7 separate regions of the Mus musculus genome follow, and all the other regions are linked to region 1. A link is a contact called in public HiChIP or PLAC-seq, Micro-C and promoter capture Hi-C data. All regions are on one chromosome and are shown on one strand. The core of a region is the stretch at or near the end of the contact, and the rest is flanking DNA. Distances in the headings are between cores, read along the strand shown. Region 1 holds the start of Adamts15 (a disintegrin-like and metallopeptidase (reprolysin type) with thrombospondin type 1 motif, 15). Region 2 has its middle 170 kb from the start of Snx19. Region 3 holds the start of Snx19 (sorting nexin 19). Region 4 has its middle 94 kb from the start of Snx19. Region 5 overlaps Snx19 (sorting nexin 19). Region 6 holds the start of Nfrkb (nuclear factor related to kappa B binding protein). Region 7 has its middle 150 kb from the start of Gm31013.

The links. Promoter capture Hi-C pulls out the DNA fragments that hold promoters and counts their contacts. A called contact is a pair of places that touch in the nucleus more often than the background predicts. HiChIP or PLAC-seq counts read pairs in DNA pulled down with a chosen protein or histone mark.
Region 2: a contact with region 1 is called in an H3K27ac HiChIP or PLAC-seq map of embryonic stem cells, with 10 times the contacts expected there. The contact joins the enhancer-like site here to the promoter of Adamts15 in region 1. A contact is called at or near these places in 9 of 39 promoter capture datasets (cancer-associated fibroblasts, cranial neural crest, embryonic stem cells and 4 more), 6 of 484 Hi-C or Micro-C datasets (muscle stem cells, nephron progenitors, trophoblast stem cells and 1 more), 16 of 115 datasets of contacts at active chromatin or transcription factors (SST interneurons, craniofacial prominence, embryonic basal ganglia and 8 more) and 2 of 9 other capture datasets (adipose tissue and liver).
Region 3: a contact with region 1 is called in a promoter capture Hi-C map of embryonic stem cells, with 8 read pairs. The contact joins the promoter of Snx19 here to the promoter of Adamts15 in region 1. A contact is called at or near these places in 11 of 39 promoter capture datasets (the C10 cell line, the HPC-7 cell line, cranial neural crest and 6 more), 9 of 484 Hi-C or Micro-C datasets (differentiating embryonic stem cells, embryonic fibroblasts, embryonic stem cells and 2 more), 18 of 115 datasets of contacts at active chromatin or transcription factors (the 230-238 cell line, bone marrow-derived macrophages, embryonic basal ganglia and 9 more) and 2 of 9 other capture datasets (adipose tissue and macrophages).
Region 4: a contact with region 1 is called in an H3K4me3 HiChIP or PLAC-seq map of forebrain, with 11 times the contacts expected there. The contact joins the enhancer-like site here to the promoter of Adamts15 in region 1. A contact is called at or near these places in 11 of 39 promoter capture datasets (the C10 cell line, the HPC-7 cell line, cranial neural crest and 7 more), 3 of 484 Hi-C or Micro-C datasets (muscle stem cells and uterus), 13 of 115 datasets of contacts at active chromatin or transcription factors (SST interneurons, craniofacial prominence, embryonic basal ganglia and 7 more) and 3 of 9 other capture datasets (adipose tissue, liver and pancreatic islet).
Region 5: a promoter capture Hi-C map of embryonic stem cells shows a contact between it and region 1. The contact joins the enhancer-like site here to the promoter of Adamts15 in region 1. A contact is called at or near these places in 11 of 39 promoter capture datasets (the C10 cell line, the HPC-7 cell line, cranial neural crest and 6 more), 4 of 15 datasets of contacts at CTCF or cohesin (the G1E-ER4 cell line, the NIH/3T3 cell line, embryonic stem cells and 1 more), 37 of 484 Hi-C or Micro-C datasets (cerebellum, cerebral cortex, cortical neurons and 14 more), 15 of 115 datasets of contacts at active chromatin or transcription factors (craniofacial prominence, embryonic basal ganglia, embryonic forebrain and 8 more) and 3 of 9 other capture datasets (adipose tissue, liver and macrophages).
Region 6: a Micro-C map of embryonic stem cells shows a contact between it and region 1, with 6 times the contacts expected there. The contact joins the promoter of Nfrkb here to the promoter of Adamts15 in region 1. A contact is called at or near these places in 1 of 484 Hi-C or Micro-C datasets (embryonic stem cells) and 2 of 9 other capture datasets (adipose tissue and liver).
Region 7: a contact with region 1 is called in an H3K4me3 HiChIP or PLAC-seq map of stem cell-derived neural progenitor cells, with 27 read pairs. The contact joins the enhancer-like site here to the promoter of Adamts15 in region 1. A contact is called at or near these places in 7 of 39 promoter capture datasets (cranial neural crest, embryonic stem cells, frontonasal cranial neural crest and 3 more), 3 of 484 Hi-C or Micro-C datasets (cortical neurons, embryonic fibroblasts and uterus), 11 of 115 datasets of contacts at active chromatin or transcription factors (astrocytes, cardiomyocytes, craniofacial prominence and 7 more) and 3 of 9 other capture datasets (adipose tissue, embryonic stem cells and liver).

The regions. Positions count from the first base shown.
Region 1 is chr9:30,920,180-30,924,188 of GRCm38.p6, reverse strand. Adamts15 (a disintegrin-like and metallopeptidase (reprolysin type) with thrombospondin type 1 motif, 15) reads left to right here and starts at 1,737. Exons shown (of 8, transcript NM_001024139.1): 1 at 1,737-2,908. The coding sequence starts at 1,952.
Region 2 is chr9:30,596,490-30,600,382 of GRCm38.p6, reverse strand. No RefSeq gene overlaps it. Among named protein-coding and RNA genes, the nearest start is that of Snx19, 170 kb to the right of the region's middle. Within about 2 kb of position 2,317, at least 19 of the 459 cell types and tissues checked have an H3K27ac peak or open chromatin away from gene starts, as enhancers often do. A contact at or near this core is called in embryonic stem cells, epiblast stem cells and trophoblast stem cells, where this site is marked.
Region 3 is chr9:30,425,189-30,428,913 of GRCm38.p6, reverse strand. Snx19 (sorting nexin 19) reads right to left here and starts at 1,585. Exons shown (of 11, transcript NM_028874.2): 1 at 1-1,585. The coding sequence starts at 1,346. Gm30933 (predicted gene, 30933) reads left to right here and starts at 1,936. Exons shown (of 3, transcript NR_169179.1): 1 at 1,936-2,047.
Region 4 is chr9:30,519,588-30,523,332 of GRCm38.p6, reverse strand. No RefSeq gene overlaps it. Among named protein-coding and RNA genes, the nearest start is that of Snx19, 94 kb to the right of the region's middle. Within about 2 kb of position 2,047, at least 73 of the 459 cell types and tissues checked have an H3K27ac peak or open chromatin away from gene starts, as enhancers often do. A contact at or near this core is called in SST interneurons, craniofacial prominence, embryonic limb bud and 5 more, where this site is marked.
Region 5 is chr9:30,448,102-30,452,084 of GRCm38.p6, reverse strand. The region is part of intron 8 of Snx19 (sorting nexin 19); the gene reads right to left. Among named protein-coding and RNA genes, the nearest start is that of Snx19, 23 kb to the right of the region's middle. Within about 2 kb of position 1,999, at least 17 of the 459 cell types and tissues checked have an H3K27ac peak or open chromatin away from gene starts, as enhancers often do. A contact at or near this core is called in embryonic stem cells, where this site is marked.
Region 6 is chr9:31,383,484-31,387,605 of GRCm38.p6, reverse strand. It overlaps Nfrkb (nuclear factor related to kappa B binding protein), which reads right to left and starts at 1,414. Exons shown (of 26, transcript NM_172766.3): 1 at 1,336-1,414. 1700023A20Rik (RIKEN cDNA 1700023A20 gene) reads left to right here and starts at 1,558. Exons shown (of 1, transcript NR_165167.1): 1 at 1,558-2,603.
Region 7 is chr9:30,629,985-30,634,034 of GRCm38.p6, reverse strand. No RefSeq gene overlaps it. Among named protein-coding and RNA genes, the nearest start is that of Gm31013, 150 kb to the left of the region's middle. Within about 2 kb of position 1,439, at least 67 of the 459 cell types and tissues checked have an H3K27ac peak or open chromatin away from gene starts, as enhancers often do. A contact at or near this core is called in adipose tissue, astrocytes, cortical neurons and 3 more, where this site is marked.

The sequences.
Region 1 (4,009 bases), core at 488-2,987:
TACTGTTCTCTTTCCAATGCAAGCCAGGGCAATTTGTTTCTTCAAAGATTTTTCTGGTTATCAAGAAAGATTAGGCAGGAAAGCCTCCTTCTTCTATTGGGTTTCTTTTTTTTGATGGAAGGGGGAAAAGGGAAATTCTGCAGACTATTTTATTTTATTTTATTTTATTTTATTTTATTTTATTTTATGTACATGACTGCTTTGTCTGTATGTGTGTCTGGGCGTGCCTGTGCCTAAAGGGGTTAGAATGTATCAGATCCTCACGTGCTGGAGTTATGGATTTCTGTGAGCCACTATGGGTGTTGGGAACTGAACCTGGGTTCTCCGCAAGAACAAGCAAGGGCTCTGAACCACTGAGCTATATAGCTCCAGTTCCAGATTCTGCAAGGATATGAGAACCTTGAGGTCTAGTGCCACGATGTATCAGTTGGTGCCCAGCCTTCTCTCCAAGCTGGATGGCAACTTTACAACGTGATTGTGCTTTCTCCAGCTGATCTGCACCCACTCTCCCACTCCAGTGCCTTGCCCTATACTTGGGTAAGGATCAAAATACATACTAAGGGCACATGGCCTGCCTTCCATTGCCCACCAGTCCCTTGACTCTCCCTGCTAGAAGACAACCTGCATTTGCTTGGCTATTTCTTTCAGGCACTAGGATGCTAATAAATGCTTATTAAGGGCTTGCCTCCTCTCTTCAAGCCCTGATAACCAGCATTAGCTGTAACTTCACCAGGACCTGTTTTGAAAGCCAATTGCTATGTGGCTGTATGGGTTGATGGAGATACTAAGTAGAAGGCTGTTTGCTTTCCCATCTTCCTCTGCTCTTCTCTGGGAGCTTTGGGCTTGGGGGAGGGGGAAGGGTTGAGGGTCTCAGTGGCTCAAGACCAGAGGCAGCCATCAGATAATTAGGAAGAGATGGAGTTTTGAGAGTTTATCATCTTTATTTTAAAATATAACTTATTTAATTATAAGCTTATGTAATTTAGTTTTAAATAATGGCTGCATTTAACATCTGCCTGGCAGAATTACTGAAACCTGGCAGTCTGTCTAGCCCATCCAACACAGTGCTAACCCCACAGGGCAGCCTGTGTGGGGTCTGGGTTCAAGAAGGGCTGGCTGTGTTTCTCGGAGGTTGTTCTCCCAACACTAGGACCTTTAAAGGGCCCTCCTCGGTTTGAGGTCCTTTTGGAGACTTGATGGTTAAGAAGCAGGGTGGGGGTTGTTGCAACTGGAGGAAAGAGGTGGGCCTGGAAAAAGAGGTCAGTGCTGTCTTGGTTCCAGACTCCTGGACCCAGCTGCCTTGGGAAGGCTAAGACCCAGAGAGCTCACAGATGTCCACCCAGGCAGTAGTAACTGATGCATCTCCGCACTGGGGTACCTAGCGCAAAAAACGTGAATAGGCTCCAGCGTTCGTTTCTTAGGTCAGCCCACGCCTCCTGCCTCGGCATAACGCCACTCCCTCCCCGCCAAGTGGCTCTTGCTCAGGAGGCGGGACCGAGTTCTCCAGTGGCCCCTGGAGGCTCCAGGCAGCGAGCTCTGGGAGGCTGGGAGGGGAGTTAGGGGAGGGGCGCTGACTGGGCAGTCCAAAGAGGAGGGGGCCTTTAATAGGCTCGCCCAGCGCCTAGTTTGCTGCACCGCTAGCGGCTGCGGTTCGCGAAGCAGCCCGCCACCTCGCGTCACTTCTCCACGGCAAATTTTCGGCTGTGCACTTGACAGCGACCGTACTAAAGCTCCCAGAGCGCGCTTTGCTCAGGGAGGAACAGGTAGGAGGCGCGGGCTGCCCTGTGCACGCTCGCTGCTCTGGGAGGAGTCTCGCGGACTTGGTTGGCTGTCCTTTCTGGGAACTGCCCATTGTCCCGGGCGTTGGTGTGTGGGCTACAAGGGGACAGTGCTTGCCGTGGGAGCCGGGCTAAGTCCCATCCCAGAGCGCGTCTGTGCGCGGCCCGGCGCCATGCTTCTACTGGGCATCTCAATCCTGGCTCTCGCCTGGCGACCTGCTGGCAGCTCCGAGCCAGAGTGGGAGGTGGTCGTTCCAATCCGACGGGACCCGGACATCAATGGCCGCCACTACTACAGGAGGGGTACGGAGGACTCCGGGGATCAGGGTCTCATTTTTCAGATCACAGCTTTTCAGCAGGACTTTTATCTACACCTGACGCCAGATGCCCAGTTCCTGGCTCCCGCCTTTGCTACTGAGTATCTAGGTGTCCCGCTGCAGAGGCTCACTGGCAGCTCTCTAGACCTGCGACGCTGCTTCTATTCCGGGTATGTGAACGCGGAGCCAGACTCCTTTGCTGCTGTGAGCCTATGCGGGGGTCTCCGCGGAGCCTTTGGCTACCGAGGTGCGGAGTATGTCATTAGCCCTCTGCCCAACACCAGCGCGCCAGAGGCGCAGCGTCACAGCCAGGGCGCACACCTTCTCCAGCGCCGGGGTGCTCCTGTAGGGCCTTCCGGAGACCCCACCTCTCGTTGCGGGGTGGCCTCGGGCTGGAACCCCGCCATCCTGAGGGCTCTGGACCCTTATAAGCCACGGCGGACGGGCGCGGGGGAGAGCCACAACCGCCGCAGGTCTGGGCGCGCCAAGCGCTTCGTGTCTATACCACGGTACGTGGAGACACTGGTGGTGGCGGACGAGTCAATGGTCAAGTTTCACGGCGCGGATTTGGAACATTATCTACTGACGCTGCTGGCCACGGCGGCGCGACTCTACCGCCACCCCAGCATCCTCAACCCTATCAACATCGTGGTGGTCAAGGTGCTACTCTTAGGAGATCGTGACACTGGGCCCAAGGTCACAGGCAACGCGGCCCTGACTCTGCGCAACTTCTGTGCCTGGCAGAAAAAGCTGAACAAAGTGAGCGATAAGCACCCTGAGTACTGGGACACAGCCATCCTCTTCACCAGACAGGTGAGTTCATCTGTCACCTCTTTGGATGCAACCCCATTTTTTTTTTTTTTTTTTTTTTTTTTTTGGATCATTGAGTTTAGATCTCCAAAGCCCCTTTGTGCCACCCAATGCCCCCTTTAAATTGGTTCCTTTCGAATTCTAGCGTTGGAAGTTCTATACAGAGTCCTCTCCTAGGCTCAGCAGAGCTCCATCTCATGTGCTTCTGGGGAGGTTGGTGGAGAGCCTGCTTTTTCCGAAGGTGTTGTCCTGATGCAGCCAATCAACGCCTTCTGGATCAGGCGCTGAGGGGCTGGAACCCAGGAAGTTGCCGCCCCTGAGCTGCAGTTTGTCTTCAAGATCGATAGGAGGCGCTATGAGGATGGTGTTGTAGATGGTGGCAATGGGAACTCCTTCCCTTTTCCTCTGTGGGTGGCTAAGTTTTCTCTGACATCTCCAAACAGGCTAACTTTTGCTGGATGGAGTCCTGGAAGGTGATTCAAGGTCAGTGCCTGCTGCATTTCTAGTGGGCAACATGTCATTCTTTCTCTGTCTTGGGTCTGGGAATCCTGGACTGAGACGGAGGGGATCATTGTAATAGTTTGTGAGTTGCTATGAAAGGCCAGACTTACATATACACTCCATCGCCGCTTCTCGCTGCATCCTTTTCTGTTGGGCCTTGTCCGTATGATTCCTAGCGTGCAGTCTAAGAAGGCCACCTGTTTGGAACTGGAACCATTTTGTTTGGAGCTTCACTTAGAACTAAGCTCGCGAAACTGCCTTTCAGTTTTCTCAGATCCTTGTTAGTAGATGGTGACCTGTCCAGCTAGCTAGCTGCATCCTAAGAGCAGGGAAGAGTGCTCGTGTCCTAGTCTGAAGACCCTTCCTCGAGGGCAGGACACCTGCTCTGCCCTTGCTGTCAAGAACATTTGGGCATTCCAGCTGCAGGGTTGGAAAGATATGAAGATGGGACTAGAGAGACGGACCCAGATGTGGAAAGAGAGCCCTGTCTTCCTCGCGTCTTTACCAGATCTTCTATCTTAAGAAGCTATTGACCTGTGAACATTTAGTTGAACTAAAAGTTGGGTGCTGGGAAGATCTGGATTTCTGAAATTCTTTAGACAC
Region 2 (3,893 bases), core at 1,068-3,567, 320 kb after region 1:
GGTGACTTCCACCTACATGGGATGGCAGGTGTTCGGCCAAGCCTTCTGGGTCCCTGGCTCCTGTCACATAGCTACAGTCTCCCACAGGACCGCTCCCCCCCACCCCACCCCCCAACACAGGTATGTGGTGATCAGTCACATAGGAGCAGCACCAACCCCTCCCACATGCAAATAAGGTTTCCCCAAAACCCTCAGACCAAACCGATGAGAAGTACCTGTTGTCAGACCCTTACCCATCTCAAAACTATATATAAGAATCCTATCAGGATTAGGGGTGTGAGAACTACTCCTTCATCGGAGCCTTTTGTCCTAAGAGCTGTAACACTAGGGAAGAGATCTGCTCTCCCAAACCGCCGCCTGAGGCACTGCTCACTGGCTAGTCAGACTCTTGTCCGCCCAGCCTGACCCAACTCAGGCTGTGCAGGGCAGCACAGAGTTACAGAGTAACCTGGAAGACAAGGCAGAGATGGAGGTGGAGCCAACCGCCACATTGGAAGCAGGGAAGCAACTTCCCCTCCCTGCCCACACTTGCTTCCCTTCGCTGGAACCCTTGCACCAGGCCTAGCCAGAGATCTCCCGTGGAAAGCCTCTGATACTCAGGCCCACATTGGGGTAAGGATGGAATGAAAAGGCAAAACAGAAGGAGCAGTCTTTTCATCAGGAAGTGTATAGAAACCCTTGTCGCGAGTAGTAAACAGTGCAAGTAGACAGTCCGTGCTGGTGCTTGCTAAGCCATTGACTTAAAAGGCTTCTTTGCACGAAATACTCTATGCTATAACAGGGAACAGAGGAGAGCAAACCTTCTTCCCTCGAAAAGACAAGCAAAGAAACCAGGAAAGCTATTAAAAACAATCATTTCAGGGCTCCAAAAAGCAACCAGAGTCAAACAAGTGGACAAATGTTTATTCATTAAAAACGACTGGAACATTGGGTAAAAAATAGCAAGACTTCTTCTTGCCTGAGAATGGATCGTCCCAGGCACTGGGAGCACATCTCCCATGCACCAACTCTTCGAAGGCGGGGACAGACCTCTAAGATTAGCTGTGGCAGGCAGCTCAGCAGTTCTTGCTGCTTTTTTCAGAAATCCTAACTTGAGTGTGGGGCTGCTCACAACTGCCTCTAATTCTAGTTGCAAGGAATCAAACACTCTTTTTATGGCATCTACAGGCACTAGTGTGTGAATACACACACACACACACACACACACACACACACACACACACTCCCCCCCCCCCCCCATACATATATCAGCAGCCTTATAGTTAGAGGGAACTGACTGGCTTTGCACTGAATAATCCAAACCCAACCATGGAAACATTACCAGTAATAGCATCAGCAAAGGTAGGAGAAAATGGGGGTTTCTAGCAAGTTAAGCCCTGTGTGTTCTGAAGCAAATTTGACACACTGTACCTGTGCAACCCCATCCTCTCCTCTGGCTCTGCTAGCTTGAGATTTTTAGTACTAGTTTCAGCAAATGTCAGAGAAGTCAAAAACCTAGAAAGGATTTCCTGGAAGTGATCATGTAGAGGCCAGACACCCTCAGCATGATCCCAGGCTGATGGAAGCTAGCGATGATGACAACGGAACCCATTTCAGGCCATGTCCTCAGGCCACTCTTTCTCTGCCTTGAAAGTAAAAGATGTTGAATGGTTTGGAAGGATGTTGAACGGGCTTCTTCCTAGCTGTCTTATTTTGCAGATTAAATGGAGGTGTCTAGAAGCAGTAATAGAGTGATTTTGTTTGTTTCCTTCTTACCCATGAACCCTAGTATCAGTCGAACTGCAGGTCGTCAAAGGTACCTCAGAAAAGGGATGGAGGCTGAGGATACAGAACAACCAGTTGCTGCCTTGAATAAATGACAACCCATCTCTGCCTTCTCAAGCTGTTTTGAGACTCTGTCCCCTTCACAGATTGCAAACATTTTTTAAGGCATTAAAGTCTTTCCATGGCCCAGCAAAGACTTTAAACACTGAATGAAGCACTTGGATATAACAAATAGAGATACTGGGGGTTTTTCCACTTGGCTCTTCATTTGGGTTTTACATTTCTGGAGACAAATGCCCAAGAGAAACTGCAGCAGATATACACTCCCACTGATGTAGGTCTCCTTTCTCTGCTTTCACCTGTGCAGGATGACCAGCAACAAAGGATTCCAAATAGCTCTTCTCTCCTGCCACCAGGCCCCTGATTTCTTTTGAAAACAGGCACTTTCTAAAGGGTTCTGTTCCTGAAATAGACGCCTAGCAGGAGGTAGCCAAGGGCTATCTCTGGGGTTTCTTCCTTGATCCCCAGGGCTCTTTTCAACCCTCTGTCCCACTTGCTATTCTTAGATACACCCTAGGCCATGCTACTTTGCATTTCTATGGCTTATCTGACTAACAGGATTCAGTTTCTCCTCTTTTCTCACCTCTGAGTATCTTTTTCTGCCTTCCCTGACCATCTTTTCTTTGACATCATTGACCCACAAAGGTTCCTCGGGTTATTCTACAGATTAGCCAAAAGGCAGCGGGAGTTGAATGACTGTCTGAGGTAAAAGTGCAGGCTACGGGGAAGCACATGAGAATGTTTTTTGTAGGTCAAACCCATCTTCAGAGCGGACACAGATGTGGAGGTCTGTTGGTTAGTGCAGTGCCCCACCTATGTCTACCAACTTGTTGGTTGTTTTGTTTTCCTGGGCACACCTGAAAAGCCATTGGATTTTCAAGGGAGAGAGAAGAGGATCCCTTAAAGAGAGAGGACAAAGGAGATGGTTATTGGTAGACGGGTGGATCTGAAAGTATAACAAAGTAAAAACAGAATTCTAGGCCTTTAGGCCCAGGCTTGGGAATGTGGCCTTTGTAAAGGTATGCTAATCATAAAACAGATAGCGACATTCCTCTACCCACCAGCTTCCTGGGTTCAAAGAGTGCTCATTCAAAGAAAGTCACCCTGACCATTACCAGAACCTGCAATGCAAATGTGCTATTGTTAGGGGCTCTTAGAAGCTGTCTTGAGAGTTAACAATTACCAGGTATTCCTTGTGACTCTTGTAACTTTACACTTCCTTGTGACTCTTACCTGGTACCTTTGGTATCTTCCAACAAAGCCCTCCCCACTTCCTTGAGCTGTGGTTTCTTCCTTTAAATAACCCCTTACCCAGCTACTCGGGGTGCCACAGTCCTCTACCCCTGCGTGGTGTATGACCATGGGCCCGAGAGCACTCTTGAATAAAAATCCTCTTGCAGTTTGCAACAAGACCGTTTCTTGTGGGTGATTTTGGGGTGTCGCCTCTCCTGAGTCAGACCGTGGGGGAGTCCTCACGTTGTGAGTCTTTCAGATCAAGAGTCACAAGAATTAAAGAGCACGAATATAAAAACAGGTGTGTGTGTGTGTGTGTCAAAGGCAAGTGGGACACAAGGAACAAGTGGCACATGGCAAGATCCATTGCCAGAAGTCAGAAGCGATGCGTAATGCACTTTGAACATTGGGCTGGAAGAGCTCTTACCTGTTATCAGGTTCTGGGAGAAGAGAAGATAACTATGGTCTCAAGATGCTGGACTAAGCCATGAGGTGGCCAGCACAATAGTTGATAAGGCCCGTTTGGCCTCCAATAAGGACTTGAGCTTGAAGGTGCTCAGTCAATGTATTATTGTTGACCAGGTTCTATAGCTGTTATTGTTTTAAAGTGTTGTCTTATGCCTATTTTCAAATTTCTTTTTATTTTTTCCTTTGAGACAGGCTCTTACATAGTCAAAGATGACCTTGAACTTCTGGTTTTCCTGTCCCCACCTTGGATGTAGAATCCTGGGATTAGAAGAATGTGCCACCATATCTAGTTAACAGGGTGCTGGGAATCCAGCCAGTGACTTCATGAATATTAAATACTATCACCTGAGCTGCATCTTCAGCCCCCA
Region 3 (3,725 bases), core at 336-2,835, 500 kb after region 1:
TTAAGCACGGAGACCAGCATGCCTGTCTCTGTGTCTGTCCCTGGGGCCTCCTCGGCCTCTGCTCCTTCCATACATTCAGATCCCTCGCCATCCTTAGGCTCCAGAGCCCCGGAGTCGTCTAGGGCACACAGAGCATCTTGAATCCTGTCAGAAAGGAAGTTGCCTGGGGTCATTAGCAGGATGGTTTCTTTGCTCAGTTCAGACAGTGGTGACTCCAGTTCTGAGTCTTCACATAAGAACAAGGGGCCTCGGATATCTGGCTGTAGAAAATGGGATGAGCTATTTCCTACTTTTTTTTCTTCGAGCATCCCAGGCAAATCTCCCTCTACAGCTTCATGGCCTTCTTCAATCTCTGGGGAAGGGGCTGGCTCACTGGAGGTCAAGTGTACTGGGGCTGTTGCTGGAGAAGATGCTTTTCCTACTGGCAGACTCTCTACTTCAACAATCAATGGCAGAGATGTGGGCACCGAGGGCTGCTCTAGGACACTGGATGAGCAGGGGGGTTTAGTTCCCTGTGCTGCATCATGTCTGTACTTGGAAAAGATACTCACAAGAATAAGGTGGATCCAGTCAGGATCTGATAGCTTGCTGATCAGTGGTAAGATGACATTGCAAGTAATAACTTCAACCACAACGTGGCGTCCAGTCCTCGTCTCCAGGTGGGGCTTGGGCACTAACTCTTTTAGTATCAAGTTCACAATGCCACGTGCATAAGTGACCTCCGTGGTGGGACAGCTCATGGCAGGATGGGGAGCTGTAACCTGGCAGTAAGCATCCCACAGCTGGGAGGGCTGAACTGGACAGCTCTGCTCCTTTGCAGTAGCCTCCTTTGCCTGAATATAGCTCTGCAGGTGACAACCACAGAGAGTCAGAACCCTCTGGGTAAGAGCATGGCTGTCCACTATGCTCATCCGCCTTCGAAGCTCCTGAACCAACCCTTTCATGGCTGCCTCCATCTCTGCCTCGAAGGCCGGCTCATGGCTCACAGAACGATACCAGGATAACACGAAGTCTCGGATAATCATCTGGATAGTGCGGTTAATCTCCTGTTCCAGCTGCCTTTCTGCCTCGGGACATGGAGGACAGGTGGTGATGGTAATGAATCGTTCCAGGTGCAATTGACCTGAAGCCCCTAGGATGGCAGTGGAGCCCAGCCATCCTCCCAGCGCTACCAGCGATGCACATAGAAGGATCAGAAGCCACATGTTGACCAGAAGGTGGATGACCAGTAGCCAGCCCACCAAGACCCCCACGATCATTAGCTTCCGGCTACTCCATAGATTGCTGTGGACATAACTGGACTCGGAGATAGTCCCCTGGGTAGGGGACACTGTTTGTGCCTTCATGGTTGAAAGGACAGGTATGTTTCCACAGATGACAGCCTCCGATTTTATTTTGGTGTCAGGAGTGGGAGCATGAACTGTCACCGAAGAGAACAAGTCCAGCTGCTACTGAGTGAACTCTGGACCTTCGATACTACTGGCACTGCAGAGCGACAGAAAAAGCTCTGCTTCTCCCGCTCGCTTCTGTCGACAGGGCCCATCAACTAGCCTGTTCCAGCCGAGATGAGGAAAACTTTGCCGGCCTCCATCATGGCCCAGGCGGAGAGTCTCTTCGCAGCCCCGCGCGGCCCACGGACACTTACGAACTCCGAAGCAGCAGCCGGCAGATCGGGTCACACGTCGCTGGGGGACCCGTGCTCAGACTGCGCCCCTGGGAACGAACTCTTGGGGGGGTGGGGATCCTTCCGACCGCCGCGGCCAGCAGCCACAACAAGCTCCGGCCGCCCAGGCCACTACACTCCGCAACTCCAAAGTGGACAGAGCAGCGGGCCGGCTAGCAGCCGGCGACAGCTTCCGGGTCGCGGCCTGCGGGAGCGGGGTACGCTGGGAGAGCGGCCTGGTGGATCGGAGCCACGGACGCCCCCTGGTGGTGAGGAGCGGTGGTGACGGTGGGCGTACACACCGCTCTGCTAAGCTGAGAACCCAGAGCCCGTGCTCACCTGGGCCAAAACGGATACTCGCCCAGGCTCTTTAAAGTGCTGTTTGTAAATATCTCTAGAGGTTTAGGGAAACTTTCCGTAATGAGCTTTGTTTTAATTCCCTTGGAGACGTACTGTTGGGAGCTAGATTGATGAGGGATTTTAAAAATTCTCCTTGCTTCTTCCAGAACGCCCCACCTCTACCCCCACTCCACCCCCCCCCCCGACCCCCCTCCCAACTCTACTCAATTCACAGTCCACCTCTTTTGTTTTCCGGAGTAGTCAAAGGTAAGTATTAAGATGTGGGGCAGGTTTCTAGAGAGTATTTCCTATGTTTAGTCACTGGCTTGAAGAGTGGGTCCTTGTAGCCCTTGAAGCTAATTGGGGGAATGAGTTTATTTGACGTAAATCAGCTTTCAGTAAAGCGAGTCCCTATAAGATATAGTGAATTGCAAAATCTTAAGTACGTTCTGGAATGATTTTAGTGAATCGCAATGGTTAAAGGGAACCCATTAAGAAGATAGCCTTCGTGCTGAATCTTGAAGACTTTTCTGCCTGTCGGCTTCCTTTTCTTCCCATGTGCATAGGCATGCAAGGCAGAGGAAGAGACGTCTTGTTTTTAGTTTACCCTCTAACACATTTGCCCCTGTCTGTGTTCTGCTTTGAACACATCTGCCAGTTGTCAACTCAAAAAGAGTGACCTACAAAGAAAGTCAGTATCTGAAAGTGGCACTGGCTATGTGTAGAAGCATTGATGTCTTCTTTGTGTGAAGCCTCCACCTTGGTCCTTCTGGACTCTGCAGTGTGGCTCTCCTTTCCATTTGGACACAGATGAATGCCATCGCTCTTTACCAGTCTGTCCTCTGCTGTAGCCTTGAAGGATTTAGGCAAATTCACCAAATAAAACAAAACAACCCAACAACAACAACAACAAAACAAAGCAACAAAAAGCAAAAACTAAAACAAAACAACCCCCAACCCGCAAAAAAAAAAAAAAAAAACCAAGCAAAATAAAACAACCCTGTACCAGAGAGATCTTACAGCTTCCTTTTCTGTCTCCACTGCTGGTGTCAAGGTAATAACTTTATTTGAATACAAAGGAAACCATCATCTACAATTGGATGTGGTTGACAACTAACAGCCTCAAAGGCCAACAATATAGTTTAGGATCAAAGTGTTTCTAGGCAGGCAAGGTGATCTCTGGAGTTACAAAGCACTAATTCATGTTGCCAGGGTGAACATCCTTTCACTGTATCCTCCTCCCAACTGAAAGGAATGTGAGACCTGCAGACTGCCTGTCTTGTCCTCCCAAACTATCCTGTTGTTCCGGGAACAGTTACCTGACAGTAATGCTCTAGAGAAGTAAATATCCCTGCTGCCCACGCAAGAGTCACAGCAGAGACTTAAATGGCGGAGAACTAATGGTACCACTTAGGACTTCGCTTCTGCAGCTCAGAGAAAAACCTCCCATGCATCATGAGACCGAAAGTGCAGGGTAGCAACGAACTGACCTTGTCAGTGGGCGTTGTGCCACCTGAGCAGATGGTCTGAAGCTCTGAGGTAGCCAAGAGTGTCTTCCTGATTCTGCAGCACAGTTGATGGACATGCCAATGCACTTGTCATCTGGATGGCTATGAGCTTCTGCCTGGGGATTTAGGACAGATCTTAGGATCCAAACAGATTAATCATTGGGAGGAGGTGAGAGCCCTGCCTGATAGAGAATGGTGTGGGCCTGTGGTGGGGG
Region 4 (3,745 bases), core at 798-3,297, 400 kb after region 1:
CCTGATGGTACTGTCAGGGCAGAGGGGGTTACACTATTCAGTCCCACGCTGTGTCCCGATCCTCTTGTGACCAAAGGACAGCATGCGTCCTATGATTTGCCAGGGTCAGGCCAGCTGCACAAAGACACAGGCTAAAATGTTGCCCATTTCTCTTCTCTGAAATTTGTATTTAATCTTTGACCTCTGGCCCTCTGCCCTGGCCACCTGAGAAAGCTAGCCATAGACAACAGGAACTCAGAGGCTAGGTCACAACTCAGGTGTCCAGGGAAAGGCCTCCAAGTGGCCACCCTGTGCATAAGGCAGGGGCAGGGAGGGCGTTTGTGGCATGAAAGCCTGAACTCATCTTGGATTCAAAGCATCCACCCACACAAGGCAGGACAGATGGGCCCATTTGCCTCCTTCAGCCCATCTTCATTGAGCCTAGCTTGACAAGGCAGGTGGTGGACTCCCAGATCTTCTGCCCAGCCCTTTGGCTTCTCCCAGCTGCTTGTGGAATCCGCACATGACGAGCATTGGGCCAGCTGTTAGGAATCATTTTGAGAATGAAAACAATTAAGCTGGGCAAGAAGCCCACCAGCAAATCCTGACCTCACTTCGGCACCTTCAGCCCATTGTTCTCCATCCTGCTCCTAGTCACCTTTTCGTGTCTGTCCAATAGACTTTCCAGATGTGCTCTGCCGGCGGACAGAGCAACAGCATAGCAGCTCTAAGGCACTGGCTCAACCAGGGCCCCCAAAGAGTCTCCCTCTGAGAGGACTGGCTGTATTCAATCCAATTCCAGACACCCCTGCAACCCTGCCTACCAGTGAGCTTTCTGGAAATCCTCTTGTTTATCTGTGTAGCAATGCTATTGGGGTAGGGGTGACAGCTGTGGAAACTAGGACCCAGCTCATCTGCCCTGGGCAGCCCACACTGTGTTGCAGTCCTAGGTGTTCAATACTCCATCACATCTCAGCTAGTATGGAAGCCCTGCAGGCAGGAATGATGAAAGATGGCCTGAACCAGAGGGCCTGGGACTCTGACTCCAGGCAGCATGCTTAGGAGCCAGGTGAAGGAATGACTAAGGATAACTCCTTTGGACGGTGCTTATGTCATTTACCCCATACTACTTCTGACTTCACACCATGTCCTTGAAACCTAGAGTTGGGCCTGGCATAGACTGGCCCAACAACAAACTCTTGTCTGACCTCCAACTGTGCCCACTGTCTGCACCCCTTAGCTAGGTTTTCTAGGCTCCCCCAAGCCCTTCTTTTCCAGGTCTAGCATAACGACCCTGCAGCTGAGGCTCACATGGAGCATGTGTGTAGTTTATCCTTAAGCTGGCTGGCTTCCTGCATTCTCCCCTTGCCCATTCCACAGGCCTCATCAGGACCACCTTCTTACACTTGCCTGCTTCTGTCTCCTCTCCTGGTCTGGTCTGTTCTGTTCTGGCACACGCATTCCCTTAATGTGGGTTCTTTGCCTTAAGTACAAAAGGGCTCTGTCCTAACCTCATGAATTGCAGGTAACCACAAGTGGGAAAACCCATCGGGACAGCAGTAGAGACATTCAGGGCCACAGAAAATGCCTGGAAAACCCAGCCCTGAGCCAGTCTCCAGGGTTCATCCTGGTTTCTGGGCCGCTGGAGAAGACACACAAAGGCCAACGTGGACTTTCCGGTGAAGTCCATATGAGTGTGAAGATTAAAGGTAGAGAAGAAGGTTCTGACAAGTGTTCTAAATGTTCCCTCTGAAATGTACAGTCACTATGAGTGAGTTACATTTTTAAAAAATGCTTAAGGAGATGGAAATATTAATTACCCTGATTTGATCATTACACATTATGTACATGTATCGGGTTTTCATAGTACAGCCCGTAAATGCACACCATTAAAATGCTAATTAGTAAATAAGAAACAGAGAAGAAGAAGAAGAAAAAAAAAAAAAAAACCAGTCCAGAGCAAAATTCTTCCCAGCATATCACCTTACCACCACAGAGGTTTGACCCTCTCTAAGCAGGCGGCTGGCCTGGCTGGCCCGCCCACCTTCACAGCTGCACGGGTGTGGCTGGGCTGAGGAGGCCGGGCTGCAGAACAGATGATTTCAATTTAAAGCACCGTTTGGGGAGAATACTGTTCCACTTGCTCATTTTTTCTTAGTCCTTCCCACCCCCGAAACGTGACTAGTCCAGTGGTGGATGAGCAAGGCCTGTTTCCATAGCAACTCCACTGTGAGCAAGAAAAATCAGAACACAGCAGAGGCTTGGGTTTTTATCTAGAAGATGCACTCAAGTGGATAAAAAATGGAAACCTAGCCGATACTAAGCTGGACTCTTGAGTTGGCCCGATGCCTTGAGCAGACTGTCATTCACCCTGAGGTTGGGGGTATGGGTAGAGTAGGGATGTACTAAACATGGCTTTGCCCAGGGAAACACACCTGCCACTTGCCTGCTTTCCATTAACCAAGCTTCATCTCTCTGGGCTCCAGGCCTCCTGGCCTGCATTTGTTTTCATGGCTGATGTAACTCAACCGAACTGATACGTCAGGATCTGGGTCTTTTTTGGATAGTGTTTCATGTTTGGCTGAACATTTTCAATAGTTTTGTGTACATTCATTTCCCACCTGGTGCTTCCAAAAAGGACCGTGGTTGGTATTTCATCTTCCAAAGCCAATGACCACAAGCCTAACCTTCCAATCAGTTGATAAGAAGCCTAGCATGACTTTAACCTTATCTAGAGAGGTTGAATCCAAGGGGAGGAGATTCTGAAGAAAAAGTAGGGATTTCAGTTCAACTTGTACGTTTTTTTGGGAGTTGGGAAGGTTGAGTTTCTAAGAAGAAATGACCAGCTGGATTGGGTGTTCCAGCCCATTCCCTGATTGGGATATCCAGGAAATGGGCTTGCATGGAGCAAGGTATTTGTACTAGCTGCTTGGAAAATGACTAAGGCGGACCTTGAGGAATTGGGACAGAGTGACCCTTACTCTTCCTTAGTGGTTTCCATGGAGACTCATTCACCAGCCCTATTCTGTGGCTGGCAAGAACTAATGGAACTGGGCTTAGAGAAATCTCCAACTGTGATTTCCTGCAAAGGTTTCTGCCCTTTGCTCTGAACTCCAGTGAGCTTTTTCAAGTTCATTGGATCCATATGTTTCTGACTCATTTACACTGAACTCATCACAGGGTTCTTCTTCTCTCTCTCTCTCTCTCTCTCTCTCTCTCTCTCTCTCATTTGTGTCTTAAATGCAGTTTTGTTCATAAGTGTCTCTTTCCACCTTAGAAACAAGATGCCACACCTCAGAAAGGCCTGTGCTTGGATGGTAGTGGTGGAAAACATCCTGGGACTTCAGGTTAGAGTCTGGGTTGGTTTACAAGAAGTGCTATGTTTCTGCAGGACTTTGTGGTTTGTGTATAGAAAGATATCTTCTTGGAGTGTGGGCTGGGAGCACATCTCTTCTGGGCTGGAAACCCAGAGAGCAGTATCTTGGGGAAGCAAAGCTGTCTTGGGCAAGCTATTAAATCTCCGTGTTCCACCAGTCCTTCCTCTGGAAAATGGAACTGATAATGTTCTCCACCTGACAGACCTGATGTAGTAATAATGTGTCTGAATCTGCTATAACAGGGAATTCCTGATTTAGTTGTCGTTCCTCCGCGGTTCTAATCCTTTGCATTTCTCTGTCTTTTCTGTCCCATGCCATCTCTTCAGTTCACTTAAATCCGAATACTGCTTTATTTCTCAGCCAGAACATGACCTCTTCTAAGAACCTTC
Region 5 (3,983 bases), core at 750-3,249, 470 kb after region 1:
CTATCACCTGGTCTGGAAGCCTTACCTGGGCTTCTCGTAAGTGACTGCTTAGTCTTCCTCCAAGCCACACAGAATTCTTTTGTAAAGGCCTTAGTTTTACACTAGAACTTATTTGTAGGTTGGCACCTCCCATTGGATATTCAACATCCTATTGTGGGGACGTGGGGCTCTTTTACTTACTACACTTGAAAAAGAGTAGCCGAGGAGTATCAGCTCTGTGTTGTAATGTGGAAATCTCTGGTTTTAGAGTGACCATAGTTCAAAATAACCTCTGAACAAAGTATACCCGAATATTTAAAGACGAGAACAAGTTGTAAGCTTTTAATTATTCACCCTATGGTAGAGGACAGTGACAGATTTAAAACACTGTGGACAAGATAGAACAAGGCAGTGCAAACCTGCAATCCCAGCACTTTGAGGCTGAGGCAAGAGCATCCCCAGTGAGGCCAACCTAGGCCACAAAGCGAGACTGTCTCAAAACAAGCAAAGAAGCAAGCATTGGGCATGGTGGCATTCACTTGCAATCCCAGAACTTGGGAAGATGACACAGAAGGATCAAGAGGTTGAAGCTAGCCTGGGCTACATGGTGAGGCCTTAGTATGAAAAACAGAATAAAAAACTCAAGCAAACAAAACCCCCAAACCACAAACCACCAACCAACCAACCCAAACAAAACAAAGACATCAGTAGACTGTATACAACATAACAATGCTTTGTATTTCTGTATTTGCATAAATGCTTGGCCATACATCTTAGATTTACTTTCCTAGTAATGGACTTTTTGAAAGCTAACAATCAAATTAAAATGTTTGCCAAAACTCCAGCCACAGGGTGATTGTTGTCAGGAATATGTTGGTAATAAGTTAGCTGATCTAGAATGAAGAATTTATTATGAAAAATCCATGCAATGGGCAAGTTACACATAGTTATGCATCCTGCTGGAAGGGCCAAGGGGTGAAAGGCAAGGGTTCATGGCCCAGCCATGGCTTCTTTCTACACGCTATAAATCCTGGGGAAGGGAGACAGCTGCCAGCTGCCTATGCTTCGTTCTGTTGGTTTTCTTGGCAAATAAGCCCTGAGGACAGAAAGGACTGAAAGTCAAACATGAGAGAGATGTCTAGATGACTAAGTCCCCCATGTGTTTTAGGAAGTGTTTCTGATGGATGGAACAACACCAAGCTGCTTCCAACCCAGTTTTTGAAATTAGAAAGAAGAAAAGAATGTAGCTGGAAGGAGGTGTGGTGGGGACACAGACAAGCAGCAGAAGCTGGCTCCCTTTCTAAGAAGTATGGCACAGAAAGGAGACACTTGTAGATTCTGGCAAAAATAAGACTAAGTGCAAAGGGTGGTCTGAAGATATTTGTTCCAGAGCTGGACACTGTGACACTTTTAAGACTGTAATTTGAAGATATATTATACAAATCTGCCTCTGAAGATGGTCAAGCCCTCCCCTTTGTTAGTAACCACAGCATAACCTCAAGCACCTCTGACTGACTTTTAAAACAGGAGACTTCCTATGTTGTCTTCTTCACGAAGTTACCAAGATGAAACGAGAAAAAATGAAAACTAAAAATGTTTTTGAAGATGCTGTGTTTGTGTGTGTGACAGAGAAAGTGACCCCACTCGTCCCTTGTACCAACCCTATCAGATCCAGAGAATAGGAAGAAGCCAGTGAGGCTTCATGCCTCAGTTTCCCTCCTTCCCGGCAGCCTCAGGGAAACAAAGATAGAAACAGTAAGCACTGCTGCAGAGTAACTAACCAGATTGAAGAGACGCCTGTTACGTTAGGGGTAACATGAAAACTATGGCAGACTCTCCCCAGAGCATAACTGTTGTTTACTAAACAAGGACACTTTCATTACAGAGACTAGAGGACCCACACTGTCTCATCCCCCCTCTTTGGCCCCTTTGTGAACTGCAGGTCTGGCTCATTCACAGTCCCCAGGTAGTAATCCTGAGCCTGCCTTTCAGTGGAGGGCAAAGGCAGGGAGGTGGCCGAGGTGGGCCAGTAATTAAAAGGGCCACCCATTCAGAAGAAGATTGAGTCAGCCAAGGGGAAAGGGCGGTGAGGGGTGGGAAGCCCTTAGCACCAGGAAGAAAGGCCAGACACAAAGGAAGGAAGAGGCAGAAAGTTAGCAGTTGTCCTGACAACCAGGGCCCCTACTGTTCCTGGTGACTTTAACTCACAGGGGTGCCCCCCTCTTGGCTGAGAGGGGAGCCACCACCCCAGGAAAAGAAGAAAGGAGGCAGAGGAAAGAGAGCTGCCTAATTATGAGCTCTTTATCAGGAGGGTTCCTGCTTCCAAATGTCACCAGTATAAGAAGTACCAGAGTTAGAGTGTGCTCAGCCAAGATTTGGAAGAAAATTACCTGGGATCCTGTTTAAATAAGCAGAGGTAGCAGGACTTCAAGACAGGGTGTGAAAATGGCTACAGAAGGCTAGAAAAGATCAATCTTGCAGACAAAAGATCAACAGGAGAAACATGTCCAAGAGAAAGAAACTGGAAAATCCGAGTTTGATTTGGGAGTAGGAGAGAAAGAAGCGTGAGCAGAGCAGGTTGGGGAAGCACCTGCGTGGGCGTTATCTAATGGCTTCTGCTTTCCTCTCTTTAGGATGCCTTTGAAAAGCTTCTCAAGGCGAAGGCTTTCCTGACACCAAGGAGAGATTCTAAGGACAGCATTGTGGCAGCTCCAGGGTTTTTGCATGGTGGCAACTCTGTGTGAATCAGCAATAGTTAGAAAGCAGAGGGAAATAATACATACAACTAGAAAGGGAAAAACCACAGTGGGGAGAGGAAGGGCTGTTGGGGCTAATGCTGACGCTGCACTACACAGCCAGGCTCCCACACAGGAGCCCTAACTCCTTGAGAACCGCGCTCCAGTGCTGCTGGCATGCCCATGGAGTGAGACTGAAGCGTGTACCTGGATGTGCACATCTGCTCCTTCACTGCTCCACTGTCACTTTCTTCCTCTGCAAGGCACTTGATGGCAATGCTAAGGACAGAGTGAGGATCGGAATGGAGTATGGCTCAGTGGCAGAGCACTGGCCTACCACCTACTTTACACAGACTTATCATCGTGCATATTTAAGGCTTTGGGATCCAAAAGGCCTAAATATGGGCTAAAGAGTACCGACAAAATTCTCTCAATTCAGATGTCTGTCCGGCTCATTATTACCACAGACCTGTTGTTCGTTCTGATCTCAATATATCAGTTCCAGCACTGAACTCTTAAAGGATGGAAGCCACTCAAAAGGCCATCTCTGACGAGACTGACTAGAGAACAGTGTGCTGAGGCCCCATCAGGTCAGGGAGGAGGGGAAATGTGAAAGATGAAAGACACTCGGCCTGTTTATGTCACTGGCACCATGGCGTGGCTTCTGAATTATGGAGCAATGCTTAGGCATCATCATCACGGGGCAGAGCTACTATTGCAAAATAAGTCTTCCTTACAGAAAGTAAATGGTATTTTTTAACCTGCAGTGCCACCTGGTGTTTACAGGGAGAATTTTGGTACTCATTTTCCAAGCCACAGACTTGCACCATTCAGAGAACTAGATTAAAAGCATTCAAAATTATTATGAGTTGCTTTCTATTTAAAAGTATAAGTAATCTACTCCATTTACACCTGCTGCACTGTTTGAAATATTACTTAGCTTAAACGACCCCTGGCTTATAAGGTGCAGCTCCAAACACATACCTTCATCTTCTTACAGTTTATTCCGCATTAGCTTTCTCCGAAAGAACCTCCATACAGCGAGTAAGACTCGCCCCCAAGTCAAACACAGTGAGGCTGTCTGTCTGCTTTCAATGATCGCATTCTTCCTATGTGGAAAGGGGGTAGGGGGTGGACATGGACAGTGCAACAGCAGGAGCTGCTTCCAGAGAGCATAAGATCAGTGGGTCCTCACAGTGAGGCAAGGCGCTCAAGGGCACTGTGCTGCTTCAGAAAGAAACGGTACTGTTGCCTGAAGGGCAAGCCTAT
Region 6 (4,122 bases), core at 165-2,664, 460 kb before region 1:
TACGGCCTTCGAGTTGTGGTGACCCACCTCCCAACCATGAAACCGCTTCTGTTGCTACTTCATAGCTGCAATTTTGCTGTTACGACTTGTAATGTAAATATCTGTGTTCTTCAATGGTCTTAGATGATCAGTCTGAAAAGGTCACTCAACCCCCACTCCAAAAGGGTCATGACCCAGCTGCTCTACATGTACTGGACTCTTATCACTATTACTGACAAACAGACCAACAAGCCCACAAAAGTGGGAAGAGCAACCAGATTCTACCCTGGGGCCGTCACTATCTGTGACATCTTACCTCACCAGGTGTCAGGCTCCTTACCTGTAGTTAAGGAGGAGTTGGACCAGGCCCTTCCTACCTTTCTTTTCTCTTAGGATCTTAAAGGGAATCTCCAGCTAAGTGAGCTTACATTAACAGTGAAGATCCTTCCCACTTCCCAAGTTCTCAAATGATAATGGGTAAGTCTGTAATATACCTAGAATGGAAGCTCTTTTCTGCAAAATGATTTCACGTTCTGACAGTATTTCAGATCAAGGAAAGATACGGCGAGTGTTACATGGACACAGCTGTGTGGTCCCCAGGTAACTGTGCGCGCTCATCGTCAGCACACAGAGAATTGAGGACATCCTGCACGCATGTAGCGCCTAAATAACTGAGTGAAAGTGAGAAAGGAGCAAGACACCTGCACGTAACAAAACTTAAAAAAAAGAAAGAAAAAAAGAAAGGAAGGAAGGCCGGCAGGCAGACCGACAGACAGAGGCAACCTGATGCTTAGAATAAACTCCTCTTAGCGTAAGTGGCATAGACAGCGTGCAAAGCCAGTTACCTCATCTGACAGGTGCACAATGTACACAACTCACTCAGAAGCTGCTTCCAATACCGGCGGTTGATTAAGCTACACATAATTATCTAGCGACAACCGCTGCCTTGCCACTTATTCTGCACAAGAACTCAAAATACAAAAACAGGGGCGCTGCTAGCGAGCCGGAACCCCGGAAGCTGCCGATTTCTAAGTGTTGGGGGTGTCCCGGGCTGCTTCGCTAGACCAGGAAGGCCTCTTCTCTGCACCTGGGCTAGCCCACCCTCTAGACCCTCGCGAGCAACCAGCAAGCAAGGACCTCGGACCGCAGCCCCACGTCGCCAGCCCCACCTGCGCGCAGCGCGCCGCGGCCCGCCCCTCCCCCACACGTCCTCCCCCTAACCCTCGCCCACCCGGCAGCCGCACGCCACGCGTGGGGCCCGCCGCGTGCCCACGGCAACGCCCCGCTTCTCCCTTTCTCCCCGCTTCTCCCCTTCCCCCGGCACCCACCAAACCCGACGCCTGGGCCCGCCCTCACCTCAGCAGAGTCCGCGGGTCTCACCCGGGGTTCGTCGGGCCGTGGGCTCCGAAACGCGCTCGCTCCCGCAAGGCGTCTGGGTACGCGCACGTTCCGGGCTCCGGCAGCGGAAGGGGCGGGACCTGTGGGGCGAAACCTAACGGCGGGGCGGAGCGTATTGGGCAGGACGGGCAGGGGCGGAGCCTGTGGCAGCACCTGAACCGCCCCGACGCGTCTGGTGCCACAAGCTACGTCGGTGCGGAGAAGGCACGATCCATTCTGTGCGGGGTTCTCCTGGCTCAGGAGCTTTGGAGGATAGAGCGATGTCGCCTTTTGTCAGCTGCGAAGCAAGAGCACAGTCTGACAGGCACCGTGCTAACCACCACTTCTTGTGTGACAAAATTTTTCCAGGGGATACTCAACACGACAAATCAAAATACCGAGACCACCCAAGTCCAACTTGGTGAACTACTATTGGGATTACTTGCAGGCATATGGGTGAGGGTTTACTTAACAAGAGCAGAAATGACTTAGCTGAAAAACCAAGGCTCACCCCAGCATGAGTGACAACTCACAAAAGCTGGGAACCTGAAACACTGCACAGCCTACAAGCAGCTCAACAGGTTGCAATGAGTCCTTTCCAGGTGCCTCAGTTGGTCTACACCTTTCCAGGCAGCTCAGCTGGTTTCTGCTGCCTCCAGGTAGCTGGTCTGGCCTCAGAGTCGACTTTGTAGCTTTTTCCCCAACTCAGAATCCTCAGTTTAGCGTCCTTCCATCTGAGAAGGTCTCTCAGCTTTTATCGTTTATTCTGGCAGAGAGGAGCCTAAAGAATCTGATCCGTTTCGGGGACTTCCTGAAGCTATTTTGAGTTGCTTAAAGAGCTTTTCTTGAGTTGTTTAAAGAGCTTCCCTGCAGAAGAAAACTGTTAGACACCACCACTCTGTCGGGAAGGCTTTGCTGAGGCCACCAGACAGTGGAGGACCTCTTGCAGTCTTGAAGGTTGGGAAATATAACACAGACTCTAACCCATGTCTCCAAGTCCGCACAACTTGCAGAAAGTGAAAACATCGACAACTTACTCTTATGATTCATCATTACGCCTTCTTTCTCTAAGACCGTCTTATTTAGAATGTCTTCTCAAGTATTCTACAGTTCACCCTCTGGTCCTGCGTGGGTTAGCCACTGTTCCTTCGGTTTAATAAACATGTCAGGGGAGCAGGGCATGCCAGGCATGTCCTTCTCTCAGTGGAAAATAGTGCTTTCCAAATAAAGCCAAATCTTTGCACCCATGCGCACGCGCACACACACCCACTGACTCTATAAGCGTCCTTGGATCAGCGGGGCATGGTGGCGCAAGCCTTTAATCCCAGCACTCGGAAGGTAGGCAGAGGCAGAGAGGCAGAGAGGCAGAGAGGCAGAGAGGCAGAGAGGCAGAGAGGCAGAGAGGCAGAGAGGCAGAGAGGCAGAGAGGCAGAGAGGCAGAGAGGCAGAGAGGCAGAGGCAGGTGGATTTCTGAGTTCAAGGCCAGTCTGGTCTACAAAGTGAGTTCCAGGACAGCCTGGGCTATACAGATAAACCCTGTCTCGAAGAAAACAAAAAACAAACAAAAAAGATGTCCTTGGATCCTGTTGGAATTAGAAACCACCAATTAGAAATGGCAGTGCAGCGTCACTCTGGGTGACCAGACAGGAGAGCATTAAAACATTACAAACTGCCATTTTCATTAGCCCTTGTTCTTAGAGCAGTTTTAGGGTCATACAAAATTTAACAAAGCATAGGTTTACCTCAACCCCCGCCCCCCCCACACACACACATACTCTTCACCCACAAGTGATACATATTTCTTTTTTTTTTTAAGATTTATTTATTTATTATATGTAAGTACACTGTAGTTGTCTTCAGATACACCAGAAGAGGGCATCAGATCTCATTACGGGTGGTTGTGAGCCACCATGTGGTTGCTGAGATTTGAACTTCGGACCTTCGGAAGAGCAGTCGGGTGCCCTTACCCACTGAGCCATCTCACCAGCCCCCCCCCCTTTTTTTTTTAAATAAACTTATTCTTTTTTTTTAAGATTTATTTATTTATTTATTTATTATATGTAAGTACACTGTAGCTGTCTTCAGACACTCCAGAAGAAGGAGTCAGATCTCGTTATGGATGGTTGTGAGCCACCATGTGGTTGCTGGGATTTGAACTCCGGACCTTCGGAAGAGCAGTCGGGTGCTCTTACCCACTGAGCCATCTCACCAGCCCTACATATTTCAAATAACTGACAGATCTATGTAATATTGTTTCACTGTCCACCCAAAAATTAACCTACTCATCCTTACAATTCCCCTCCCCTTCTCCCTCCCACCCACAAACACTGATGTTTTAAGTGTCTCCATCACTTAGCCATCAAACTTGCCACGTTCCTGCTTTAGACCTCCAAGTACTGGCATTATCATGAATGCCGCCACACTTGGCAGAGATTGCATCTTTTTTCCAACTAGATAGTAAATATTATGGTCTGGTTCTGGTAGTAGGGACGGAATGCAGGCACTCTGCCACTGAGCTGCACCCTGAAAGCTTGTATTGTTTAAATATTAATTTGAACTTCCCTGGTGCTAACATGTGGAGCATACTTTCACATGTTCATTTATTTGTGTATATTCTTTATGAAGAAATCTTCATGCCAGTTCTCACTAGGACTGTTTGTTTCTTTTTCTTCTTTGTGTACTCTGGCTAACAGTCCTTTATTAGACACATAATCTGAAAACATTTTTTCCCTGGGTCTGCCTCTCCATCTCTTTCTTGCTCTCACT
Region 7 (4,050 bases), core at 190-2,689, 290 kb after region 1:
CTAACTGACTCAGCCCAGCACACAGCCTGAGATGTGGATGCGTTTGGTGGCCCACAAATGTCAGTTCCAGCCTCCCAGAGGAGCCTGCCTGGCTGGACTTCAAGTCTCAGGCTCTCCTGGGGTTGAAAGGGCCTGGGAAAAGCTGTCATGAGGACCAGACGGGCCTTTACAAGCTGCAGAAGGACTGAAATTTAGTTTCTAGAGAAACAGAGAAGCTATGGCTTAAATGAGTTTCAGAACTCCAAATAAGCAAAGGGAGTCTCCTAATTCAAGCTATTGGCCACTCTGTGCTGAGTGACGGAAGTGGTGATGAGCCAGGAGAGAGAAATGAGAGTTGAACACTCTGGGGGTTGGGGGTCAGGAGTGGGGGGTAGTGGCCCCAAAGTATTCTGTCCTAACCATGCTCTCAATCATGGCAGAGAACAACTATGGGAACTGAAAGAAAACGATGCTCTATGTCCTGAGCTGGAATCCTCCAGCACTAGTAGCAGGTTCCTGGGCAGAGCTGTCTCTTCGTTTTGCACTGTGTCCCCAAGCTCAGCAGTGTGGGCCTTGGGACTATGCCCAACCTTATTTATGCTGAGGGCTCTATGTTGTTGACTTTATATCTCATCTGAAGGAGACACTGAAGAATGAGATATAAAGTATATAATGACCTATGTGCTTAAGGAAGCCAGCCTTAGCTGTTTGCTAAATTCTCACTGGGTCAAATACCACTCTTGTCCTGGAGTGTATTGGCATCAGGTGACATTACAAAACAAGGGTGATCAGGAAGTGTTCACCTTAGCAACTGAGGCATCCAGGCAAACCTGGGGTGGGTGTAAACAGCCACCTAGAAAGGGTTTATTTACTTCTGTTAATGGGCCTCCTCTTGTCTTTACATGAAAGCAGCCAGAGAAAACTCCAAAGGTTGTATTTTGGGGTGCTTTGGAAAACTCCCCTCTCTTGCTCTGCTTTTCTTTTCAGACTGCTCTGCATAAGGGGCCAGCCTCCTGCCAAAGTCCTTGTAATGCCCCTCTCGGGGGACCAAATGTATCCACTCAGCTGTCCCTTGTAAATCTATTCCTGTGTGAGGTTTTCCCCAAACCATTCATCCCTCCACTGAGCTCAGGCAGCTGGAATGCAGGGAAAAAAAATACATTTTTTTCTTTTTTCAAGAATGTGTCTTTTGTGTGCTTGGAGGGGTTGGACTAAAGAGGAAAAAAAAACCCAAACCTGTCTCTTTCACACACAAACACACATATACATAAGTATACACACATACCCACACACTCACTGCCTGTCGCTAACAGCTCCATTGAGTCAGGGGGTGGGGCTGTCCTGGGTTCTTGAGGGGTAACTAGGGGGTCCCTGCATGCCAGCAGTGAATACTTTGCAGTGTGGGCTGTGGGTCCTCAGCCAGAGAAACACCTCACTGGTTGTTTCCATGGCAACATCACAGTTTTCCTGGAATGGAAAGGCCTGTGATGGGTCAGAGCCAGAATGGGCTTTCTGGCTGCACGTGTGTGTGATGAGGGGCTTTAGGGAGGAGACGGCGCTGGGAACTTTGACTTAATTTTTCCTTGACTGATTATGGTCTCCAAGAAGCAGGTGAGGGCTGAGGGAGGGACTTCGAGATGACCTATGTGCTTAAGGAATGTGGCTGTCTTGGGGGCAGGCAGAGCTATGCTGTAAGGCAAGACAGATGGGAAGGGATGTTAGGTAGTAGTCATATGCATGCACTGGTGTGACAACATCATGATATTTCTCCTCCTGGTACACAGAGATGGCAGAACAGTGAAGCACAGGGGCTTGTCCCATTTTCTGAAAGACTCCCCAACTCTACCCATTTCTTATTGGACATTATTCCTGAGTCCTTTTCCCCACATTTCTGACTTTTTTTTTTAAGTTTATTTTTTAGATTTTTAGAGTGGGTGTGTCTAGCATATGTATCATGTATGTAATGTGTGTGGTGGTTTGTGTGTGATACATGCCCATGTATCATATTCGGGTACATGTACCCATCTACACTCCTGGAGGCCACAGAGAGATGCGGATATCTTCCTGATCTCTCAGTCTCACTCCCTTGAGGCATGACGTCTTGCTGCACGGGGAGCTTGCTGTCTCAACAATGGTGGCTGGCAAGTTCTAGTCATTCTCCTGTCTCTGCCCCACTAGCCTGGAGTTACAAGTATTTGTGGGCATTCCTAGCTTTTTATGTAGGTACTCAGGTCTTCATGCTTGTGCAGAAAAACTGTTACTCAGTACGCAAAATTTCCAGATCCAAGACTCTGTCTTTCTAATGTGCTTCTAGATGTTGCTAATGCTATGAATCCATGAACCACCTTTGAGTACTTAGTATTGACCTCCTGCTACTGTCCTTGGGCAGGATGGTCGTTTCTGCCTTGTAAGGCTCCTGTTCCAGATCTCATCTTCCCGCAAACACTAAGCAGTTGAAGCACCAGTTGTCAAAGTCATCGTGTCACACCTTGCAAAGAACAGGTTTGAGGTCATCAGCTGCGTGTTTCTGTAAGTGAATATCTAAAGGTGTTTGCCACAAGGAAGACCTATATTTGAGTCTTGGGTTGCTCAGTGGTAGAGCTATGCAAACTTGGAGGAGTTAGCTATAAGCATGATTTTATCAGCTGTGCTGGTAAACCAGGATATCTTAAATCTGTTAAATTTCCCACAAAAATTCCAATTGTATTGAAAAATATTTATTCTGGGCAGGGTTGGCTTAAATTTTATGCATGGTTAAGAGCAGTGGGACTGACTAGGGCTGGTGATGTTCGTGGGATCCACCCCTTCGGTCTAATGCAATGCAGTTCTGCCATGTAACTTCTTTGGCATTGTGCTACTGGGCTCCCACACCTAGGTTTCTTCTGACTCTAGAATTCTAGTTCTGGCTCTCATACGGATACCGAGGGCTTCTGGAGTTCAGTGAGTGAACTTCGGGATCACCTTTCCGATGTTTCTGCAGCGCGAGTGAAGAGAATGTGCTCGCTTCTTTGAGAACAGAGTCGCTGTCTTTATTGCTCTCAATCGTTTCTCTGGGAACAGAACCTGTTGACTCTAGAAACTCTCTTCATTCATCACTGATCATGAGTCATCTCAGTAGCATGTCTTCCTTGCTCCCTCCCTGAGATGTAAGATGCTCACATTCTGTTCTTGAAGCTTGGGTAGGTGCATACTATATCCCAGTGCTGACATCTGTGTGTGTGATTTATGGACACTGTTACCCCCCCTACTGGACTCTTGCTTCTTTGAGTCTCCAGAGCTACCTGGGCCTAGAGTCTAAGAATTTTGCTTTGTGAGTGAATAAAGATACTAGACATACACTACTGGCTGTTGCCCAAAGTCCTTCTGTGTGGAAAGGGTGGGCTGCTTTCTTCCCCTCCTCTCATTGCTTTCTTTCATCTCCACCTTTTCCTTTTAATGCACTGGAGGTGGAGCAGCAACACACAGAGAAGACGTAGCATGAGTTCAGACTCCCGAAGCCTCAGTTCTCTTCTTCACAGGCACTCAGTGGATGCCTGACCTTGCAGGTGCTCTGAGGACACTTCCATCAGCAATAGTCAACACAGGTGACTGGGCCTTCAAGAATGGGGTCTCAGTGGGGTAAGAGAGTTCCAACTGCAGGTAGATCAGTGTCTTGGATCCATACGGCTCCATGTGAATTCTGTCCCATTCCTCTACCATTTATCTCTGGGGCAAACGTTTTCCAGGCTGTTGGTGATCATGTGTGTGGTGAGAAGGAGCAGGATGCTCCCAGAACCTGTGATTCTGAAGATTCTTTATCATGTATATATCAAATTGTAGTGTCATAGACAGATGCACAGTTTTGGTTATGATAGTTTGTGAGTTCAAATGCTTTGTGATTCCTGCCTTCTAGTGCAGGTCATGAAAGTACAACAGGGAATTCTCAGCAGATCCAAAGAATGCATAATTCTATGTGGGATTAAACTTTCTGTTCCTTAGATTCTTTGGACAACCCCATAGGAGGACAGGGAACAATCAAACTTTTCTTTCTTTCTTTCTTTCTTTCTTTCTTTCTTTCTTTCTTTCTTTCTT